Linked DNA regions of Gossypium hirsutum: region 2 is linked to region 1. Evidence: chromatin contacts called from public Hi-C data. All regions are on one chromosome and are shown on one strand. The core of a region is the stretch at or near the end of the contact, and the rest is flanking DNA. Distances in the headings are between cores, read along the strand shown.

Region 1 (3,019 bases), core at 508-3,007:
GTTTTTTCCTCACCAAGTAGTTTAACAAAAGAGACGAAACACCAAGATGCCTAATTGCCAATACCACTACTTACAATTAATACCATTAACGACTGAAACTGCAACCTCCTTGGCTCCTTCCTCGTATACTTGCTTTGTTAAGCAATCACCCCGAAATACTCTATCTGTTCCTAACATATAAAGGAAGAAAAAAGAGACAGCAACATAAGTCTCATATATGAAACTTTATTGAACAAAGCTGCTTCCAAATCCCAAGCATATAACAGAAACAACTTTTACCATGAATGTGTGTAATACAAAATGAAATCAAGATCTCAACAATTAAAGAATATATCATAGAAAAAAAAGAATACTAACTTCAGAAAATATGAGTTAGAAACTGAGAGTTGGCTGTCACTAGTTTAAGGGAATAAAAAATGGTTTGACCCGAAAAATGAAAGAATTTGCTTACCAAATGTATAGGCAGACGGGAATGTGGACCCTTCCCGGAGGGTGTTCCGATATAGGATAGTGTTGTCATTGATGCATTCCCAATCAGCAACTTCATTTGCTATAATTTCCTTGTCACTCAAAGGCCTCAACCTCACCACAACAAGAATCCTCTCCTCTCGAGCACCTGCCATTTGCGCCTTTTGTTCTTTCTCCACCTGCTTTAACTCTTCCCCACCAATTGCCCCCATTTTTCTTTTTCCTACTCCACTTTTCTTGTTACTCACCCTACTAGGCGTTAAGTGAAAAAAAGAGCCATGAATTTGCAGGTTCTCAAGGTTGTTGGGGTTGCTAAATATATATTAAAGCTTAGGCCAATCCTTTCACAACCATAAGCCTATCTGCTAAAAGAAGCTAATCATGATTATAAAATCCAACTAACTATAGAAAACGATCCATAAGTATAAAGACTAATTACTGATTATATCAGCAACAACGAGCTAATTATAGACTTTTATCTAACCAACATGAAAATGATTTGCTTTTTATATTCTACTTTTAAGGTTAAACATCACTTAAATTAACCATTTTTAAAAAACAAAAACAAATGTCAATGAGAACTAGTAGTTAAGATGAAAAGATCTCTTCCTAACCCCCCAAGAAAAAAAAAACACTCAATTTTTAAGTTTTAATTCTTGAAAGAGCAGAAAACTTTCCCTAGTGGTCACCAACTATGCTTAATAGTCAAGCAATGAAAATCTTCAACTTTATAGTTTATACTGATAAATTAATAATAATAAAAAGTTTTACTCATTTTCTCATTTCTGTTTGTTTTGTTTTCTTTTCCCTTGAAACGAAAATGGCGGTTCAGTTTAAAAGAACTAGTACCAACTTTAGTACCAAAACAGTTTCAATTTCCCTCCATTATGCTCTCTGATCTGATTCCATAACCGTATACTTTCCACCTCAAAACTCGAGCTCTGCAAAATCCTAACCGAATAAAATCTAAAAAATCGTTTAAAAATGATAAACAATAGAATTTGATTCGAATAACGTAAGAATCCAAAATTTTCTGGATTTTTTTTAAAAACGCCAGCAGTATTAAGTAGTAACGATTTCTTTAAATGGTCAATTTCTAAATTCAGAAATCAAAATCACCCCCCAAAAAACAACAGTCTTACATACGAAAACAAAATCAATCCACTTGTCAATTTTTAATGAATTTAAATTTAAAACTAAAAATTCATCGAAGGGGAAGAGAAGATACGTGACTTGGAAGAGCAAAAAAGAAACACTGAAGAAGCGAAATCGAAGGTGCTATGACTCTACGCGTCGAATAAAGTTGAAAAAAACGAAAGGATAAAATGGAGAATGTCAATTTAAACCAAGGGTAAAAATGGGACAGCAGGATCGGGAAGGGGGAGCGTCTTTTGAAGTTTTTCTCTTCCTTGCGTGTTTGGGGCAAGGTCAATTACTATTTTACCCTTGCTTTTTGATATAAGCTTGTGTCTCGCCACGTGGTCTTTAAGTTTTCTTGTCAGTTAATGTAACTTTCCATCGCGATGCACCGTTCAATCGACCGCTATATTGTTAAACATCAAAGGTTTAATTATGCTCTCAGTCCCTATACTTGTGAATATTTGAAACTTAGGCTTTCTATTTTTAACTATACAAATTTAGTCCATGTACTTATTTGATTTAAAAACTAAAATCCAATTGATAAAATTTTTAATGAAATTTAGTTAAATTTAAATATGTGATATTCTAAATTAAGGGCATGATTTAAAATTTAAAGCTAAATCAATAACACATTTTCAAATTTGAAGAAAAATAATTAATAGTATTATCAATTGAACTTTAGTTTTTAAATCAAACAAGTAGAGGACTAAATTTATTAAATTAAAAACATAAGGACAAGTCAATTAAACCACATGTGAAATAATAAAATATTTGTGTGCAGGTCTTTAATTAACAATGATCTTGAGTACAATTCTTAAACAACCTATACCTTGTACCCTTATTAAAAAAGCATAAAGATTAATTTTAAAAGTTTGAACAGTAAAAGGACTAAGGTGGGGAATTTAGACTAATGTCAAAATTCCTTTTGGGGTGTTCGATAGAGTTTTGGATTTTTTTAGCTGTTTGGGCACAAATGGAGGATTGAATAATCAAACCCTCTAATTGTAGTGTTTGGTGAATGAAGGTGTGTAAGAGTTTGTTGAGCTAAAATTTCCAAAACAAAAAATGTTGGGATGGGCAACGCTTTTCACGGCTGATTGGGAATGAGATATGTGGAATGACATATTTGACCATGCTTACTCAAAAATTACTCCCTTTGCCACATGCTCTCAAACCTAACAGGAGTGTTAATATATCAGTAGTTTCCATTCTTCTATTTTGCCTTTCATCTCCAAAGTCCAAAGTCCAAAGTAAATCTAAAAAAAAAAAATCCAAGGTGAATCTACAAAAAACAACTATGGAGATTCATTTGCAAGATGATTTCATCCATTAAGGTTAGTTCTTTCTATGCTTTTAAATTGTTGTACCTTTTTTTGGCCTGTATTTTTCAAAATTTTTTGTCCTTGTAAAT
Region 2 (2,708 bases), core at 32-2,531, 360 kb before region 1:
AATAATTATTTTTATTTGTTTATTTTCAAAATTAATAAGGATTAGATTTCTCTCTTTTTTTTATAGGGTCTAACTTGCTCGATTTTAAAATGGAAAGACTTATTATCAGGAAGGATAAATTTAACAATAACTTAAGTAATTGTTCTTATTTACTTACTTTCAAATTTTACATGAACTACAATACTCTCTATTTTTCAATGAGATTAACTTACCCGATTTTGAAATTGAGAGGTAATTAAGAGATATTTTTACCCAAAATAGAAGTAAAATTTGAATTTGAAAGTCATAGTTTTGTTTTTAATCACTTATCTGCGTATAACTATTACGAGTATAATTTTTTATTTTATCGATCTTTAAATAAGAGTAAAATTATGTTTTAGTATGTTTGAACTCACATTTCTTGATTGTTGCAATAACAATAATAACAACTATGCTAAGGCTCAATAAACTCATTTACATAAATGTACAATCAAATAATATAATTAATATATTATTATTTTTAAAATGAATAAATCTTAAAATTATACATAAACTTTGTTTCAATGTACAATTTGATATATGAATTATGATTGTGTAATTATACGCATGAAATTTTGATTGAGATTCAAATGTATAAATAAAATTTTAATTTTAATTCAATCATACACATTTAAAGAAATAAATACATCAATTTATTTTTATATTAGATAAATATAATTATTTTTATATGCAATATATAAACATAAAATGATACTATATCACTAATTATGTTAATAAATTGAGAGAATTGAATTGAATCAAAATTTTATGTATAAAATTATACAAAATCAAAATTAATGGATTGAACCCAATGTGATAGCCTGATGGTCAGGGTGATCACCACTCCAAGTATAGACTGAGTTCGAGTCGTGCTAGTCGTGTTTGTTATTCAAGTTTTACTCTATTCTTGTATTCCACCAAAAAAAAAATTAATGAATAAAATTACATATTAAACTAAAATTCATATTCAATTTTAAAATTTATCCCAAGAGTTTTTTTTATATTGAATCTATTATTAAGATATTTTCCCTTAATGATAGTTGAGAATAGACTAATTAATTGAAGCAAACCGGTCAAAAACAAAATTTTTTAGAACTCGAGTAAATTGTGGGGACAAAGCCACCTCACTAGTCAAAACTCAAAACCCTAAGTCCTATACGCCTATTGACACTGCTTTTCCTAAGCCATCTTTGCTTTAACATAACTCTCTTCCTATTTTCTTTCCCAGGGAAAACACTCCTAAAACAGCAGGGAAACCATCCATGGCAGCCTCTCCTTTGTCTTCTTCTTCAGCTCTCTCAAAACCCATCTCCAAACACCATTCTTTTTCTCTGAACACCCCTCAAAAAGTCACCTTTCCTCTCCTCCCAAAAACCCTTCAAAAACCCTCTTCTTTCCCTTGCAATCATGTTCTTCATCCCCAGAAATCTCAGTTTACCACCTCCTCTAAAAACCCCATCTCTGACTTCATTTCAGCAAACAAAAATGAAGACGGTTTGGTGCCTCCTTTTAGTGATGATGACGACGATAAGCCCCGTGAGGAGTGTGGTGTGGTGGGTATCTTTGGTGACCCTGAAGCCTCACGTCTCTGCTATTTGGCCCTCCATGCGCTTCAGCATCGTGGACAAGAAGGTGCAGGTATTGTTGCAGTGAATAACAATGTTCTTCAGTCGGTTACTGGGGTTGGTTTAGTATCTGAAGTGTTTAACGAGTCTAAACTTGATCAATTACCTGGTGAAATGGCTATTGGACATGTTAGATATTCAACTGCCGGTTCTTCTATGTTAAAAAATGTGCAGCCTTTTGTTGCTGGGTACAGGTTTGGGTCCATTGGGGTTGCACACAATGGAAACTTGGTAAACTACCGAGCTTTGAGAGCTATGCTTGAAGACAATGGTTCAATTTTCAATACTAGTTCTGATACTGAGGTTGTACTTCATTTGATTGCTATTTCAAAAGCTAGGCCTTTCTTTTTGAGGATTGTTGAAGCTTGTGAGAAGCTTGAAGGAGCTTATTCAATGGTGTTTGTGACCGAGGATAAGCTTGTTGCAGTGCGTGACCCCCATGGATTTAGGCCTTTGGTAATGGGAAGGAGGAGCAATGGTGCTGTGGTTTTTGCCTCTGAAACATGTGCTCTTGATTTGATCGAGGCAACATATGAGAGAGAGGTGTATCCTGGTGAAGTATTGGTGGTGGATAAAAAAGATGGGGTTCAATCAGTTTGCTTGATGCCCCACCCTGAACCAAAACAATGCATTTTTGAGCATATATATTTTGCTTTGCCTAATTCTGTTGTTTTTGGAAGGTCTGTTTATGAATCAAGGCATGATTTTGGGGAAATACTTGCTACCGAAGCTCCCGTTGACTGTGATGTCGTGATTGCAGTTCCGGATTCTGGCCTGGTGGCTGCTCTTGGTTATGCAGCCAAAGCAGGGGTGCCATTCCAGCAAGGCCTGATCAGGTCTCACTATGTAGGAAGAACTTTTATCGAGCCTTCGCAGAAGATTAGAGACTTTGGAGTGAAGCTAAAGCTTTCACCAGTTCGTGGTGTATTGGAAGGTAAGAGGGTTGTGGTGGTGGATGACTCAATTGTGAGAGGAACCACATCTTCAAAAATTGTTAGGTTGATTAAGGAAGCAGGGGCTAAGGAGGTTCACATGAGAATCGCAAGCCCACCGATCATCGGTTCT

Evidence for each region. A called contact is a pair of places that touch in the nucleus more often than the background predicts.
Region 2: a contact with region 1 is called in a Hi-C map of leaf, with 1.9 times the contacts expected there. The contact joins the promoter of LOC107920287 here to the promoter of LOC107918425 in region 1. A contact is called at or near these places in 4 of 34 Hi-C or Micro-C datasets (anther and leaf).

The regions. Positions count from the first base shown.
Region 1 is chrD13:24,094,105-24,097,123 of Gossypium_hirsutum_v2.1, reverse strand. LOC107918425 (kinesin-like protein KIN-7E) reads right to left here and starts at 1,757. Exons shown (of 13, transcript XM_041108915.1): 1 at 452-1,757; 2 at 75-170. The coding sequence starts at 680.
Region 2 is chrD13:24,448,941-24,451,648 of Gossypium_hirsutum_v2.1, reverse strand. It overlaps LOC107920287 (amidophosphoribosyltransferase, chloroplastic), which reads left to right and starts at 1,281. Exons shown (of 1, transcript XM_016849908.2): 1 at 1,281-2,708. The coding sequence starts at 1,281.